Regions from separate parts of the Mus musculus genome. Here region 1 is linked to region 2. The links are chromatin contacts, called in public Hi-C maps. All regions are on one chromosome and are shown on one strand. Each heading gives the region's core, a stretch centred on a gene start, on an enhancer-like site or on the middle of the called end of the contact. The rest is flanking DNA. Distances are from core to core; before and after follow the strand shown.

Region 1 (2,865 bases), core at 212-2,711, 160 kb after region 2:
TACACAGTATCATCAGGGACCTTTGGTCAAGAATGCACCTCCCTACACACAGGCACTCCCGCCCACATCCACCATACCCCAACTCCTACACACAGGCATGAGCACAAGCAAGCATGCTTGCACACGCACCTTCTTGTCCAAACCAGACTTTTGCTAGTCTGTTCCTAACTCCTCCTACCTCTTCACACCTGACCTCCAAATCCTGCTCACCTACTTCCATCCACCTCAGCTGAAACCACTGTCAACTGCTTCCATTTATCCATATGGGACCTCTCCCTTGGCTTACCCCTTCTGACAGACTCTTTTCTCTGTAACTAGAGCCCTCCACTGCCTAGAATTTGCCAGTGATCTCTACTCCCCTTTCAGTTAGGCACAGAATCTGTCCCCAGCTCCCAGAGCCTGCCTGGGGTGGATCTGCCTTCTCCCCAGCCTCACGGATCCTCACAGTCATCCTGTCCACCAGGTTTCTTCTGAGTGCTCCCTTCTCTGCAACGTTCTGCACCAGGGCCATACCCCAATCAGTCTTGCTCATTCTTCAGACCTTCAGAATCCTTTCTAACACCTCCAGACAAGTGACTCTCTCCCTATTTGCCATCAAATCCCCGCCATTCCTACCAGTAGCATCAGTCACACTTGTAATTAGGTATGTCCTGTCTGTTTTCTCTGCTGGTTAGTATGCCTTGAATAGACGTGGCGTCTGCTGCCACTAGAACCCAGCACCTGGAACTTGAAGGAAATGGAGATATTTCTGTTCCATGTTGCTTCAAGTGTCTCCTGCTATGCTTAGAGAGCTGGGCTCCATTGTGCAGGGTACCAAGCCAGAGACTTAGTCCTTAGATTAGAAGGGGAACTTCCCCATTCGGCAGACATTTGTTAAACATCAAGAAATTACTCTTCCCGGGGGCTGGAACAGAGGAGCAGAAATGGCATATACGTTTATCTTCTGTTGTTCAGAATATGTGTGGGAGACACATATTACCCACACTGCTAGAGAAAAGAATCCAGGGAGCGGTGAGTGAAGTGATAAATACAGCTGAGTGCACGATCACATACCTGAGCACAGAGCAGCAATTTACAGCCCTGTCACTTGGCCCTGCGGGAATTTACAGTGCTGTAACTCAAGAGTATTTCTACACGGCCCACTAACAAACACCCACTTCAGCCCCAGTTCAGAGGTGACTGTAGTTGCTGCTCTTAGATTCTTTTCTTTCCTTTTTGGAGATTATAAGATAATTATGTTATTCTTCCCTTCCCTTCTTTCCCTCCTTCCAAATCCTCCCACATATCCCTCTTTGCTCTCTTTCAAATCCACAGCCTCTTTTTTTCTATTAATTGTTGAATACACACACACACACACACACACACACACACACACACACACACACACATTGCCTGGGTGTGTTTTCAGGTCTGATCATTTGAATAGCAATAGGCATGCTGAAGAGGACTGGGTGGGGTGGGAGGAAGCAGCCCTGGAGGCCTATCCTCTACACAAAGAACCACACCACTAAGGAATGCTTGGGGAAGGAGAAGCAGCCTCCCTTCCTCTTTTGATAAGGAGGAAGGCTGGGCCAGGTGGGGTTAAGATATTTACCAGGTCTGGGAGGGAGAGGAGATATCATTATCACTCAGAATCCTTTCGCTGTTCAGGTGAACTATGAACACAGACTTCAGCACTACCTTAGTTTTGTGGGCAGCTTTGTTAACATAACAAGAAGCCCCCATTCTCTATCCCCTTAGCGTCAGCCTGAGTCCCACAGCCCTGCTTCTGCCCCAGGCTTCAGCCTTTTGCTCCCTTGCTTTCCATTCTATGTAGGTGGGGCTTTTGGTTTTTTGTTGTTTCCCACTAGAGCCCCTAATCAAAATGTATCCTTTAGCTTGTAAAGTGGTACACACATTCAACCACAACCCTTGGGAGACAGGCACAGAAGGATCACTACAAGTTCAAAGCCACCCTAGACTACATGGCAAGATTTTGTTTTAACAGCAACACAGCCAAAGCCAACCCAACCCCTGCTTTCTGCAAGGCCCAGCCCAGGGGCAATGTTCTCCTCTGATGGGACAAAGTACCCTTCCCAATGCATTGGCTGTCCTTGTCACTGTTTGTTGCTGCAGGAGACACCATGACCATGGATCTCTAAGAAAGGAAAACATTTATTTGGAGGCTTGTTTACAGTTTCAGAGGTGAGTCCATTATCGTGGTGGGGAGCATGGTGGCACACAAGCAAGGTGCTGGAGCAGTAGCTGAGAGCAACATCCTATCCTGACCAACAGGCAGTAGAGATGCTTGGGGACTTTTGAAACCTCAAAACCCACACCCAGTGACTTACTTCCTCCAACAAAGCCACACCTCCTTATCCTTTCAAATGGTGCCACTCCCTGGTGACCAAGCATTCAAATCTATGGTGAATATGGGGGCCATTCTCATTCAAACCACTGCTCTTGTACTGCCTTACTTCAAGGCCACCTGTTTAGTATTATAGTTACTTATGTGTGTTTCATCGCCCTCTCAAAATTTCTTCATACATTTGAATGGACCCTTTGGAGTCTGGCATTTGAAAGAATCTCAGGGAATTATTTCAGTGAAATATTGCTACCCGTCTATTCGTGACTCTCTCCCCCTTGAGCCCCCACAACTGTCTGGTATTGTGGTAGGCAACACAGAGGTCTCTGTAATTACAATGACCAAGGAGCACACCTCTCCATTTCTGTATATGGGAGCTGAGACAGAAGCTTCCCAAAGGGACACATCAAGTAGATGTGACTGCTGGATTCTGGCACTACTGTTCCCCTTCTACTCCTGAATTCCACGAGCCGTGTGTTTGAGAGCCTGGGTTCTATCCAGCATCTTAGGTGTTTTGTTCT
Region 2 (3,110 bases), core at 106-2,605:
GCAAAACTAATTTAAGATGTTTGTCTTAAGCTGAGGTATCGCATGCCTTTGATCCCGGAGGGGCAGGTAGATCTCTGAGTTTGAGGCCAGTCTAAGCTACAGTGTGAGTTCTAGGACAGCCGGGGCTACATTGAGAAACCCTGCCTTGGGGGGAAAACAGTTTTTGTCACCCCAGGAAGCATGGCCTTTATTAAGAAAACAACGGCTTCAATGATGGTGAGTCTGTGAAGCAGGAGTGCCCTATTCACTGTTGATGGGGGTATAAGCTGATGGAGCCACAATGAAAGTCAGCGTAGTACCTCAAAAACCAGAAATAGATCTGCCAGACAGTCCACTGGGCATATACCTGAAAGACTGCGAGTGAGAATTCAGGCTCAGGAAGACTTAGACTTGACTTTTTAGATAGGTGAGTTAAGTTGGAGTGTCAGTAGAAACTAGGCAGCCAGAAAGACCCATGAGAAAGGGTAGGTCCTGAGGACAGCGACAGGAAAACTCATGTGATTATAAATGAGAAGAAGAAGCCTGGCAAGGGGGCCTTGGCTCACTCCCAGTCTCTCTGCCCTGGCTGCAGCGTGGGTTTCTTGGGGTGGGGGTGGCTATGTTAAATGATGACAAAGCAAGGTGAGGCCTCTAGTGAACTTGGGATTGGTGGAGCTGTCTTCTCAAAAGGATGCAGAGTAGAAAGAGAGCGTGCTCTGGTCTTGCTCCATTTAGGGGGAGGGAGTGTGTTTTCTCAATGCTCCAAAACACTGACGCTCAAGAGCTGTGGACTTGGGCTAGACTGATGGACCAGCTGTAAAACGCTTGCCCCTTCAGCACAAAGACCTTCACTATGATCCCATGTTAAAAGCCAGGCACACAATTTACAATCCCAGCACAGGAAAGGGAGAAATCAGCAAGTCCCTGATGCTCAGTGGCGAGTCAACCTAGCTGAACCAAAGAGCTCCATGTTCCCTGGGGAGGCCTTGTCTTAAGAACTTGCACCGGAGAACTGCCAGTGCTGATTCCCCTGTCTTAAGGACCCTGGACAGTGAGTGAGGCTCCTAGCCTTGTCACAGTAAGCAGCTGAGAGCTAAGAAATGTCAGCCCTGCTGTAGTTCACGTCTCCGGCCACCAGAGGGCGGAAATAGCCCAATATTAGAAAAGCAGAGGGAACCGCTTATTGAATGTTCTAGAACTGGAGACATCTCTTGAGGAAATACTTCCCTCAAGCCATGACATTTCCCAACTCTGAGAAAGGGTCGTTGGCTTGACAACAGGATGGCGACTCCCTGTCCAAGAGGAAAAAAATCTCCCTGAAGAGGCCCCCACAACCAGCTTCCCTTTAAACAGGAAGGATTTCAGTATGGCCCGGACTCTCCCGTCCTCTGTCACAGTTGCTGTTTCCCTGAAAAACTCCATTTTAACTTTAAGGCACTGGGAGGGTCAGAAGATGCGCTTGTTGGTCCTAGTTCCCTGCGTTAGTGAGCCTCGGCTTTCTCATGTGTGAAGTGAAGAGGAAAATACATACCCACCTTATAGTACTAAGAAGATATAGAAGATTCCTGTGAGGGCATGCGTACTGTGTTCTGCCTCTCCACCCAGGGGGAGGCAGAACGAAGTCTGGAGCGGAGGTTCACAGTCTGTGTTCTCCTTCTCTAGACCTGAAAGGGAAACAGCGAAGTCTGGAGTGTGGTTCCTTGGCTCCTCTCTGGGTTCCTGGGTAAGGAAATGGGGGTGGGGGCTGGGGAATGTGGGGAGTGTGGTGTGGTGTGGTGTGGTGAGGTGGGGGTGAGGGGGTGAGGTCCTCATGTCTACCTTTCCCCTGGGGCTTGAGGAGCCAGAGATGATTGGAACCTGGTCTGATTGGGAGTCAGGGCCTGGTGCACCAAAGAGGCTGGAGAAGAGAAAGCCTGCCTTCCTTCCTTCCTTCCTTCCTTCCTTCCTTCCTTCCTTCCTTCCTTCCTTCCTTCCTGCCGCAGACCCTCTGGGCCCCTTTGTCTGCGTGGAATGGGTCTTTAGTCGCGGGTGGGCAAAGCGTCGGATGAATGACAAACAGACGCACACAGGAGAGGTTGTGTAGAATCTGAATGTAATTTGTCAAATCGAGCATCAAACTTTTTATACAGAAGACAATAAGGAAATTGGGTGACATACCCGCATGGTACAAAGAGGTTACTGGATTCTTACATAAAACAGAGGAATGCAAACACAGAAGGTCTAACAGGAACCACCTGGGATAGAATTCATTGTTAACAACTGGAATCAACAAGGGCTCCACCTAAGATTCACTTAATCTTAGAAGCCAGGGTCAAGGGCTTTGTGCCCTTGCCATAGTTCCTATTTTAATCTATTGTATAGTCCACCTTCCCCCTAGGCCATTGTAAATACGTGTGTATGGGTGTAACTCAGCTATAGTTCTAAGTATCTATTCTGGTTTCTCCTTAGGTCTGAAACTTCCTTCTTCCTAGGTGATGGTAAATTCCTGTGTAGGGCAGTGACCTCGCTTTTATTCAAAGTGATAGTGTAGTACCAGAGGCTATTCTGAATGTCACTGAATTCCCATGGTCTGCTCAAGGACTTTCTAGGACTGTTGGAACACTGGTGAAGGCTTTAGCTATGTCAGAATTCAATCTTAAAAAGCACTTATAATAGGATAATACTAAAAGAGAGCACATGGATCCGTACACTAGACTAACGCGGGAATGGAAAATTAATGTATGGGTTAGAGAGAACACCAGACTCCAGGAGTGAGTTTCCGTGAAACTCTTCTGCCTCATGAGTAGCTTCCAGGCCTCAGCCTGTCAAGCTGACTTGACCAGAGTGCGTGGCATCTTGGAGTGTAAGGCATAGCTCTTTAGTTGAAGGCCTTTCCCGATGCGATCCTTCATAAAGCAGGTCTCTGAGATGATCCTTGCTTATTCGTATTGCTTTATTTTTATGGTGGATGTGAACACATATGCTTTATTTGGGGGTAAACCAGGGATTAAATACCTTTTGTGGGAAGGAATAACCAAGAGGAGAAGTTCATTGGCTGAAGGCTTAAGGCTGTCTTGATATCTCATTAGTGTGGAGACAAACTCAAGGTGTTACATTACCTGACTGTGCGTGGTCCTCCCAGTGGGATGTCG

What was found. Hi-C and Micro-C count contacts between places; a contact is called where the count stands out from the background.
Region 1: a Hi-C map of reprogramming fibroblasts shows a contact between it and region 2, with 2.5 times the contacts expected there. The contact joins two enhancer-like sites. A contact is called at or near these places in 1 of 15 datasets of contacts at CTCF or cohesin (the NIH/3T3 cell line), 36 of 484 Hi-C or Micro-C datasets (the 4T1 cell line, the C3H10T1/2 cell line, MC3T3-E1-derived osteoblasts and 22 more) and 11 of 115 datasets of contacts at active chromatin or transcription factors (embryonic stem cells and stem cell-derived neural progenitor cells).

Annotation. Positions count from the first base shown.
Region 1 is chr3:87,192,465-87,195,329 of GRCm38.p6, forward strand. No RefSeq gene overlaps it. Among named protein-coding and RNA genes, the nearest start is that of Kirrel, 19 kb to the left of the region's middle. Within about 2 kb of position 1,462, at least 20 of the 459 cell types and tissues checked have an H3K27ac peak or open chromatin away from gene starts, as enhancers often do. A contact at or near this core is called in reprogramming fibroblasts, where this site is marked.
Region 2 is chr3:87,032,481-87,035,590 of GRCm38.p6, forward strand. No RefSeq gene overlaps it. Among named protein-coding and RNA genes, the nearest start is that of Gm24472, 33 kb to the right of the region's middle. Within about 2 kb of position 1,356, at least 16 of the 459 cell types and tissues checked have an H3K27ac peak or open chromatin away from gene starts, as enhancers often do. A contact at or near this core is called in reprogramming fibroblasts, where this site is marked.